Regions from separate parts of the Gossypium arboreum genome. Here region 2 is linked to region 1. A link is a contact called in public Hi-C data. All regions are on one chromosome and are shown on one strand. Each heading gives the region's core, a stretch centred on a gene start, on an enhancer-like site or on the middle of the called end of the contact. The rest is flanking DNA. Distances are from core to core; before and after follow the strand shown.

The links. Hi-C and Micro-C count contacts between places; a contact is called where the count stands out from the background.
Region 2: a contact with region 1 is called in a Hi-C map of leaf, with 2.4 times the contacts expected there. The contact joins the enhancer-like site here to the promoter of LOC108474593 in region 1. A contact is called at or near these places in 2 of 5 Hi-C or Micro-C datasets (both in leaf).

The regions. Positions count from the first base shown.
Region 1 is chr3:71,598,800-71,604,595 of ASM2569848v2, reverse strand. LOC108474593 reads left to right here and starts at 1,973. Exons shown (of 5, transcript XM_017776566.2): 1 at 1,973-2,382; 2 at 2,470-2,596; 3 at 3,693-3,984; 4 at 4,508-4,926. The coding sequence starts at 2,331.
Region 2 is chr3:72,066,340-72,071,993 of ASM2569848v2, reverse strand. It overlaps LOC108475991, which reads left to right. Exons shown (of 12, transcript XM_053025743.1): 11 at 584-685; 12 at 779-1,410. The coding sequence ends at 926. Among protein-coding and RNA genes, the nearest start is that of LOC108475991, 17 kb to the left of the region's middle. Within about 2 kb of position 1,878, at least 2 of the 2 cell types and tissues checked have an H3K27ac peak or open chromatin away from gene starts, as enhancers often do. A contact at or near this core is called in leaf, where this site is marked.

The sequences.
Region 1 (5,796 bases), core at 724-3,223:
TTTATTCAATTTGGTCCCTAAAATGCAATTAGACATTTTATGCATAGAATTTCTTCATGAAACTTTCACACAAGTATGCATTCATAACATAAACCTCATAAGAATCATAAAATAATTATTTCTATCTCAGATTTGTGTCCTGAAACCACTGTTCCGACTAGGCCCTAATTCGGGATGTTACAACTCTTCTCTTTTGAACAAAATATTTTTCTATTTGACTCCTATCTTATGTTTAAAACTAAAGTAGGAAGGCTAACTAAAATTTCAGTTTCAATATAATCGAAAAGAATATTTTTTGCTCATGCCGTTTTGGAAAGACAACTCATGTTAAACATGTTCTTCATTTTGATTCCTTGTATTCTATTTGTTTTTTGGGTTTAGGGTTTTTTTGATTGATTTCTTTTCAATGTAACTAAGCTTCAAATTCCATTACCTAAAACCATTAATTGGCCATTCCAAGCCTACAATTCAAAAGCCAATTCATTACAATCTTCCTTTCAATATTAGTTCTATCATATGTACACTAAATCTCACAGTGTCACAATCTTAGTGTTAGGATTACTATCTTTCTTTCCCAAATAACATTAATAGTTGCAATGTCAACAATCAAACCATCCATTTTATTTGTTTACAATAACATCACAAAAAAAAAAACTAAACAACAACCCAAAATAAAATAAAATAAAAAACAAAACAACTTCCATTGTTTGCCCAAAATAGAAAACAAAACAACCCCACACAATATAGATAATCAAAGCCCAACCAATATCTAATTAAACAAGGCTCAATTTTTGAATAACTACAACTCATTATTGGTTGGAACTTAAATGAAACAATGCATTTAAAAAACAAACTTTTGAACATTTCTAACTTTTTTCTTTCATCCACCGTAATTGTTGCTTTATCTTTTTCTCCTTCATCTATAACCATATTGCTTCTTCTTCATTTCACTATCAGCTACCATTTGTTCACAGCCTTCCCTGACCCTTTACTTACGCATAGTATGCAACATTCATCCTCTTAAGATTGTCATTATATCAAAAATGATTTTTTAGATCTAATTACATTTTCCATTTTTTTACATTACCATTTTTTTATCATTTCAATTAATAGAAATTCTAAGAATGACAAGGTCCACTCGCAACATCCTTTTCAACACCTTATAGAATTTTTATAAAACTTGATGCTGAATCTTTTGCAAACTGTTGCAATTTTTTGGGGAACAAAACTTTGGAAGAGGAGACACACCTTCTCTCTTTTCATTAATTGGATTAACTAGTTCCAAGTCAACAACGCATTTTTTTCACTTAATGATGTATCCTAACCTAACAGCTAAAATAAACTCTTTTTCTTTCTTGCAACCACATCCATTGATTTAAATTAGATACCGTTGGAATAAGATCTTATTTTAGTCAATACCTTGAATTTGGCAACATTTTTCATTTTGGGCCTAAACTTTTTTTTAGTTTAAATTAGGTTTTGAACTTGGCAATTGTTCTCACATTGGGACTTGAACTAGATAATCATTCTCACATTAAGGCTTGAACATTTTTTTGTCAAAGTTAATCCTTAAACTTGACAATTGTTCTCACATTGGACCCTGAACTAAGTCACATTGGGGCTTAGAACTTTTTTTGTCTAAGTTATTCCTTGAATTTGATAATTATTTTCATATTGAAGGTTAAATTAGATAATTGTTCTCACATATTGAGGTCTAAACTCCAGGGCTTTCAAGGTTAACTTGAACAAAAAAATTAAGCCCTAATGTGAAAATAATTATCAAGTTCAAGACTTGACTTAAAAAAAAAAGTTCATATACTAATGTGGGAACAATTGCTATGTTCATGCCTAACTTAAAAAAAAAAAATTATACCTAAAAATAATTATCAAGTTGAACACTTTAACTTAAAAAAAAAATTGCCCATGTTCAGACCTAAAATAGTAAAACGATTGATAATTTTACGAATTGAAAATAGTAGACAAAGGAATCCGATTGGAGAATCAGTCGGATTATTACCGAAGTTATATATTTATTTACCAAAATTGAGCAACAGGTGAACAGTGTCTGGTTTATACAGCGTGTAAGAACCGGAAACAGGTCAAAAGACGGGAAAAAAGAAAGAAAGAAAGAAAGAAAACCCCTAAAGTCCCTTTCTCAAAACTTTCAAAATCAAAACTCACACTGCTAAAACCCTCACTCTCTTTAAGAGGAAGCGAGGGTCAAGTCAAATTCGAAAATCATCAAAACTAATTCAAAGTAAAATCCCACTGCCACTATAATTTGATCCCTAACCTTGGCCTTGAAAATGATTCGTATGTGAATGTGAAGGATGCAGGTTGTAAGAGGACGGATATTCTGCTCCAAGTACTCGGCTGCTCCTGGTTAGTCTCTCTTTTTTTTTTTTCTTTTTGTTTTAATTGGAAATCCACTTCCTAAACAAGTCTTCTTTTGTGGTTCCATTTTTACAGCAACATGGGTTGGTGTACGGCGTGGAAGATCATTTGCTGCTTCTCTCCCTTCTCCTTCTGACTCTCCCAAGCGAAAAAGAGTCTCAAAGGATGAACGTCGAGATTTGATCGAATCTTTTGTTAACAGGTCCGCTTTTCTCTCTTTCATTTTTTACTTTTTTTTTTTATATAAAAAATCCCTATTTTCTCATCCTTTATGTTTTTATATTTATGTCATTATTGTTGTTATTATGTCACCTACAATGCTGTGGTTCTACTGAGGATCCTTTATGTTTGTAGTGCCCAAATTTCAACATTTTCTTATGGGTGCTATTCCTTCAAGAATCTTGTTGAGAAATACAATTCTTTTTCCTTTTTGTGTTGCTGAACAGAAGTTCTGCTATTGTTTTACCATGTATGTAATGTTCAACTCTTGTACACAGTCCTTTTTGAAACAAACAAACTCACACCGGTTAACATTTCCCTTCATAAAAGACCAGCTTCAACCACCACCAACAATTTTAGGCATCTCTTCATTAAAGTCTTTTCCTTATTTACCTTTCTCTTTTTGAATAAAAAAAGTGTTAGAAAACATAATCATGCAGATCAAGAGTCTGGCATGATATTTGTTCATTGGCAAATGGAAATTGTCTCATGACCATCAATTGCCAGGCTGGTCTTGCACGGTCAGGAAAGCTACAGTAATCAGAATATGCAAAATTTTCAGTGTGCATCAAAACATGCTTAGGGTTTCATAGTTCACAGCTTTTGGATAAAAATTATGATTTGAGAAAATCATCTTGTTGATCTGCAATATTGATATCTACGTCCTCTTTTTCTCTCCCTATGTCTTCTTTCCATTGAAGACAATATTACCAGTATTTAGATAAAATTGTCATCTGAGTAGATCATCTTCTTAACTGCAACTATGCCGTATAGATACTCTCTATCTCTTCACATCGTACTGCCATTGAAGACCATTCAGTTCAAATTGAAGAAGGTTAAACATGTTATTCATTCAGATGCAACAAGTATCTGATATGGATGGTGCATCTTTATTCTAACCCTAATTCAAATCTTGTCTTTGGACTGTGCCATGAGATGGAGCCATTTCTCTTGGTATAATAGTTTCCATTTAACTATTGGAAACTAAGATTGTCATGTCAAGTTTGCTCAGTTTGAAACTCTAACTCATTAGTTCCTTAATAAGGACACAATTAAGTCCTCCCATTATCCTTTTGCAGGTATAAATCAGTGAATGGTGGGAAATTCCCATCTGTAACTGCAGCTCAAAAAGAAGTGGGTGGCTCTTATTATGTTGTTAGGAAGGTTCTTCAAGAGTTGGAATATAAATCTAAAATATGCTCCTCAAACAGCAGTTATGAAAATTTATCAGCAAAAGCTGCCAATAAAGTGGATAAACCATTTTCTGTAGTTGAAGTGATCTCAACTGTAGTCCAAGATGACACTTGTGCAAGAGCTATGGATGATGTAAAGATGCATGACACAAATGACAAGCAACTGGAGGCTGACAGAGTAAGTACTCATTTCTATATGCTTTATCTTCAATGATAAATGCAGGAATGTATTTCAAGTAGACAGAATATGCTCTTAGTTGGAGTTGGCATTTTTCTCAAGAAACTCCACAAATTTTATTGAAGTTGCAGTTGTAACTAGTATGGAATTATGGATTCCCTTCTTCACAATTTTCCTAGTTGAATTCAGAAGCTTTTCTTTTAATACTTCCTCATTCTTTTGTTTTCCTTAGTCACTAAATGCCAACAATTTATGTACTTATTCCCTTGAAATAATGCATAAAACTATGTTTTCAAGCATATAAAATGGATCTCTAATAACCTGATATTTTAAAATGTACTGTGTCCTCAAGCTCTTCTACTGTTTACAGGACAACTTTGTAACCTGCTGTCCAACTTTTCAAAAAAAAAAAAATTATTTTAAGAATCCCTTTTAGTTTTATTTTCTATAAAGTAAATTTTACTGGTGCAATTGTGGAACCATATTAAATACCTTGTAATCTAATTTGTTATTTCATTTTCAGGGTAGTTGTCATGATTTTGTTTTGGAAGAAAATAGTGTGCTGAAAGTTGATGCTAAGGGCCTTGAGAAACAAGAGGATGATAAAGTAGGGGGTCTTGAGATGGATGATTTTGACAATTTTCTAATATTTCCAGACAAACAAAAAATTGTCGAAGCTACTGATCAAGATCTTGAATCAGACAAGCTGTTTAAAACTGAATCTCAAGGTGTTCAATCTGAGTTTGGTGTAGTCAAAGATGATCTACCAAAAGAAGAAACTCAGATTGGAAATGAAGAGGGTGATAAAAAGGAGCAGGCTATATCAAAGGAGTCACTAGATTCTGGGAGTCCAGAGCCCAAGGCTGAGCACCACCCAAAAATCCTACCAGAGGAAAAATATAAGCACCACCCAGAATTCCTAGAAGAGGAAAAATATGCAAGGTAAGTGTTCTTTTTCCTCAACAGCTCAATTAGTGAATGAGTTGAGTTGCTATAGGTCATAGCTTCATGGATGACTATGGTGGTGTTGACATTATTTGGCTGATTAGAATGAGGTTTGAATATGTCCATAGTCTGTTTACCTTCAAATAACAATGATGATGATTATGACAATTCTATGAATGTTGTATGATGGGATCAAGGTTCCTTTGCCTAAGAGACAGAATATAACTTCCTCTTCAAGTTATTTGTTGGCTCTTTTATGCCTGCATGGCAGGTGGATGCATGCTGGATGTTACTTTTACCAAGTATCTGCATTTTTTTGGTAGAAAATGTCTTTACATGTCATGGCTCCACCATGAATGTTTCATTACATTTTATTCTTTTGCATGTAAATGACATTTATCACTGTAATAGCTTAAATTCTCTATTGATTTAAGCCTTTTTCTTTTCCGCTTAATTCTTGGAAACATTTGTATATGTTTGATAGTCTTATGCTCTGCATTTGTTTCAATCTGCATTTGAAACTTGAAATAAAAGACACCTCATATGGGCATGTATTTTTCCTTGAACAGACAAGAAATTTGGCACATGCAGAGGGAACTTAATTGCATTGATATTTTTATGCATCTTCTAGTAAATTGATCTACATATGCCTGTTCTACTTAAACGCATTTGCAGATTTATATAATTGAAACCCTACAACTTGCTGTTTAGCCCATAAGTAGAACTAATTCTGGCCCTTGTTTTTATTAGTCCAATTACCTGTAGCATTTCATTTTAACATTTCAGTCAGTTAAAATGAATTTTGTGTGTGAATTTTTTACGAATTATCTGCCATTTCATTATTATGAGTTATGTTAATACGAAATG
Region 2 (5,654 bases), core at 629-3,128, 470 kb before region 1:
AATTTTGAAAATTAGTGGATGCCTTAGTCAACTTGGTAATGGAACTCTTATCATATTCCTTCTTTGGACTCATTTTTTAACATTCAAAGACAAATATCTCCCATCCTCTCATCTTATAATAAATTATTTCAATAACGAGGATTTATCAGATAACATCTTTAGTGTGCGATTCATTGATTTCAAGTTGCGCCTAAATGTACTTCATCTAGATTTCATGTCTAAAGTCATTACGCTGTGCATTTTGGAGTACAACTCTGTGCTGGGCCTTCTGAGGTTTGGCTGAAGTGGGTTGCCTCGTGCTTAGAATATTTGTTTAATTGACAGCATGATGGTGTTATGAGATAATAAGATTTATTGGTTCATTTTCGTTGGAATCAAGTACAAATAGTTAATTTAAATTTCCCAATAATGATAGACTAGAGATGTATGTTTATTTTGCTGCGTAGGTGGGACTTGAGATGGTAAAATAATGTTCCAACATAATTTCCATAATTCAAATACGCTTGCTCTGTTTGGCTTGGATCTCTATTTTTGCTTTTAACTGGCAAAGTTGGCATTTTCTTTTTAATAATTGTTGGTGCAGAAACCCACCTCTTTGGGGAACCATGAAGTATCTATCCGAGAAAATTCCGAAAGACACTTCTAGCAAGGTGCGGATAAACCGTGATCTCTACTCTTATGAAAAGTAAGTCTTATGGTTTCTAATTACAAATTCGGGGGCAAATAGTTTTGCATAATAAGCCAAATACAATAACCTGGGCAATGGTAATGTTTTTAGAATCATGGAGACGGCTCCAACTTTGCCAGATTTTGCTCTAGCATTGAAACCTGATGAATATCAGCTACCTCCAGCGGATCCCTCCTGGAATGAGAATGTACAGTTGAGCCATATTGGCATTAACCAGGTTAACCACGATAAAAGATAATAGGTGATAAATCGTAAATTTGTATCAAAGAGATACAGATGCGGATGCAAGAGCCGTTCAGTTCATTCACAAACGATGATATTCATGTTAAGATAAGGTGAATTGAAGGTGGACTTCACCAACTGTGATTGTTTGTGTGATAGATGAGGTACATCCACTTGTAGCTTTTCTTTTTCTTATTGTTGCATTGCTTCAAAATATCTTTTTTTCCCCATAAATAAAATATATGCTGTGATGTTATAAGGCCTTCATGAAGCACATATTGCGTGTAAATTGTTTGATCGCAAAAGTGCAATTGTTCTATCGTTTCTTTATATTCCCTTTCCTTTTTCTTTTTCTTTTTTGATTATTTTTTCCTTTTTTATTTTTTTACTTCAATGTTATGTAATATTTATTGTCGTTAATTATACCATTAATCTTGTATTATACAATCTCTTCAATTTGAGTACCTAAAGAATTAAGCACTAAATTTCCGTTAAACAAAGTATTAGAAGTATATAAAGTTGTTGTATTATGCACCCGTATTAGAAGTTTGCCTAAGGAATCTATACAAGACAACAATCCAATTTCCTTCATTATTACTATTAAAGGGTAAATGTGGATAGAGGGTCAATTGCTAAAGGAAAAGGGCCCAAAATGTCTCTACCTCGAGTAGCAAAATTGGAGGGTTAATTGGCTGGAGAAGGATGAGAGTTTCTGGCAGGGCTCACACTTCATGACTAGATATAGTGCGTCTTTTTGAGGAGTAGGTCAATAATAACATTAGCGCAGGACCTCCTTTTGGGCAAATGTTCTCACTCCCGAGTGATGACCGTATATCTGTCTATTAATATATATCTAAGAGGTTAATATTAGCCAGTATAAGATGAATTGACATTATAATGTGGTTCCATCAAAACAAATTTGATTGTTGGGATCATCCAAGTATCTTCATTTTCGATGTTAAAACTTTGTTGAGTTCTTGTATAACAGGGTCGCTCCTTGTATGCTAGCAATATCTTCCCTTGTTGTATCTTGATGGATGAGGGAAATTGTTGCAACTTAATCATTTTCATTTTTTCCATGTAATGACTCGAAAATTTCTCCGAAATTTGGAAATTTGAGTCATTCCTTGAAGTAAAACTAAGATGTATTCTTAGAATAGTTTTTGAGTTTTTCCGAAATTTAGAAATTTGAGTCATTCCGTGAAGTAAAACTAAGATGTATTCTTGGAAAAGTTTTTGGGTTATTCTTATAACTTAGTATAATTTAATTTCAAGGTTAAATTTCTTTCAATTAGATAGAATTAAAGAGTTAGGGATTTGAGGCATAGATTATTTTTTAAGAAAATCAAAATGGAAGGGTTAAACGTCTTAGGACTAGAATTATGATTAGCATTCATGGGAGGGTTTATTAAGTAGTTTGACCAATGTGCCATTAGAAGAAAAATCCCAATTTGTTATTTTGAATAGGAGGGAATGATTTATGAGGCTCTCATTTTCACGAGAGCTTACGACAAATATGACGATCAAATTCTCTCAATTTTCTTTCATCTTTTCTTCTTCAATTCTTAATCCAATTTCGTTTATTCAAGTTTGGCAAGTAAGATTTCAACTAAATCTTTCAACATTCAATTGCTTTAATTAATTTCTCTATTTGTTCGCATTCTCATTAATCTTATCTAATGTAGGGAGAGAACTTTGATTCTTGAGTTCCTTGATTTCTTTAGATGAGAAATTGAGTGATTTTATGTTATAGATTAGTATTAATATAGTAGAAGTCAACTAATGAGATTAGAGTAGAATTCGTGAAAGGTTGGGTTGAGTTCTAGAATGAGAAAGCGGAGTTGATATTTGTGAGATTATTGATAGATTTTAGATGAGAGATTTAGTGATTTTGAGTTGTGAATAATTACTAAAACATTAGATTTTAGAATTTATAAGTTTATATACGAGTTTGAGAGACGATTTATGTGAAACTCCACACCCAACTCAGTCACCGGGTCCGAATGCAAGATGTCACATTCGTTGCTGAAGCAACTACAATATCATAGTTCAAAATTTTAATATGATACAAACAAAATACTAAAGTTTACTCCAAGATTCAGTGACAAACTTTTTAAAACTTCTTAAAACATTTTAGAAACACATTCAGGTTCTAATCGTGCTTACGAAAGCAGTTGCGAACCTCCAGTAGCATATGGGAGTCAAATGAGTAAAAATAGTTTGAAATTTTTAAGTGGAACAAAAAGGGGTCCTTTTTGTGACCACAACGTGGTCTTGTCGCGACAAGAGCAAAACTGTTTCAACCAAGAAATTCATGTTTTCAGCCATTGTCGCAACAACCAAAGAAGCTCAGTCACAACAATGGGCTCACTGTTTGAAAAAAAAATTAGATAGAACCTTTGTTGTCGTAAGTATGAGGTTGTTGTGGTCACGAAAATGCCTACATAATCATCAAAATTCAATCTCGACATTTCTTGACAATGACCAGTCCATTGTAAAACTTATTATATCATAATTCCAAGTTCAAACATCTCTTAGACTCATCCAAGCATATTCAAACAACTTAGGCATCAACATGACCATAACTTATTGAACTAAATCACCCAAAACTAATTTACTTGTTATGCAAGCAAAACATGAAGCACCAAATACATCATATAAAAGGTCCCTTGCATATCAACACAACCATTAACCACACTATTACACACACATATATATATAATTTGATTACAAAACACTTGTATAATTATCTCAATTCACCAAAAGGATACCAAAAACTAACTTTTACTAGCAAGTACAGGTCAACTCAACTAGATATTTCAAAAGATGATACTGTAACACCCCTTTATCCGACCCGATTGTCGATTCCAAGCATTGGGATGCTACATTCGTTGTCGAAGCAACTACAAAAAAAATTCATAGTAAAATTATCATTTCACATCATAAATCATGCAATCAACAATAATACAACATTGAATATCATAGATATTCTTTCTTAGATCTTATACAAGCATACAAATGCTTTAAAGTCAACCCGATATCCAATAGGGACCTTTTTGTAACATCGATAAAATGTCACATCAAATACACCATAAATAGATCATTCAAATATTCAATCATGTCATAAATACCTAGATACTATGATGCACAATTAAATTCGAGCCTTAATAAAGCTTACAAAAGCTCTTTTGTAAACCCGAACATGAGTTAGGACCAAATTGCAACGTTTTTAAAATTTCTAGATAAGGTATCAATACCCAATAAAAGTGCTGATACCAGTATGAGCTTCAATGTTTCAAAGAATTTCATTTAAATCAAGTGGTATCGATACTAAGCTTAAAGTACCGATACTTTCTCTAAGGTATCGATACCTTTCCTTAGTATCAATACCATTTTGACATTTTGTTTTGCAAAACCTTGATTGAAAAGTATGTACTGATACCTTTACCTATGGTATCGACACTTTAAAGCCAAAATGGTCAAAATCATGTATTTTGGTCTGTTTTTCATGCCTAAACTAGCATCAACTTAACTTGTGCTTGTAAGCACATTACCAACCTGCAAAAATCAATACAAAACATGCATATATTTCAAATCACCAATTTCCATACTCATTCAATATATTCATACATCATATAAACACTAATTCACATGATTATTTTTATTATAACCTTTTCATCCATTCCCATTTATAACATCAATCCTTAATATCATCATAGCCATGCCAAGGACTACTAAAATATGTCATCCAAATGATACATGTGCAACCACCATCAAATACTCAATTTCATATAACCTTTATCTTACTAAGATTAAGCATTCATCAACTCAAAATAATAATCACTCAATATGAGTTCAAATATTACAAGTTGTCTAAATGTTATCTAAACCAACCAAATGCCATCATTTGACACCATTTCTCAAAAACATATACTAATTCCAATACCAATTAGCCTATCATACAATTCAAGCCTTTCCACAACAACATAAAGCCATACCAATTCTCTAATGAAGCATACCAACAATTTAGTTACACCAATTGACTACCAAACTATTATTCAAGTGCTTTATAAGTCATTTAACACATTACCACCATATATGCACTTTCATATAACCATTACAATTCCAAAGGTAAGCATTCGCAAAGTTCAAATCAAAACCGCATCCAAAACAAACCCATATATTAACCCTATGTACATGCCACATAACCAGACATAAAAGTTCAAAGGCTACTGAATTAGAGGTTGGATAGTGTGATCTTCCAGTTGATCCAACTAACGAGTTCCACAAATTGAATCTACAGAGAAAGGAAAACTAATAGGGCAATCATATTGAATGATTAGTAAGTCCATATGAAAATAATTTAACAAACCTTGACATTTCAACTAGTTTAATTAATTGAAACACATTTGTATAAAACATGACATTTCTTTGGCATCCTTTTGAATACATATATAACTTCACAAAATCACCAATAGGTTTATCCATTAATACAATAAGATCATACTACTAAATTCATATACAAGTACAACCATGCCATTTTATATTATGCTATTCAACTTTTCTCATTTTGTAAAACATATCTGTAACACCCCAAACCCGGCCTAGACGTTATGACCGGATCCGGTGCGCCACATCGATGCGTTTAAAACATTCCGTTTTACTTAGTTTGGAAAACTTAGTTGGGGTTGTAAAAGATACTTTTTAAAGCAGGTTAAGGTGAATAGAAGCTGTGCACCAGGTA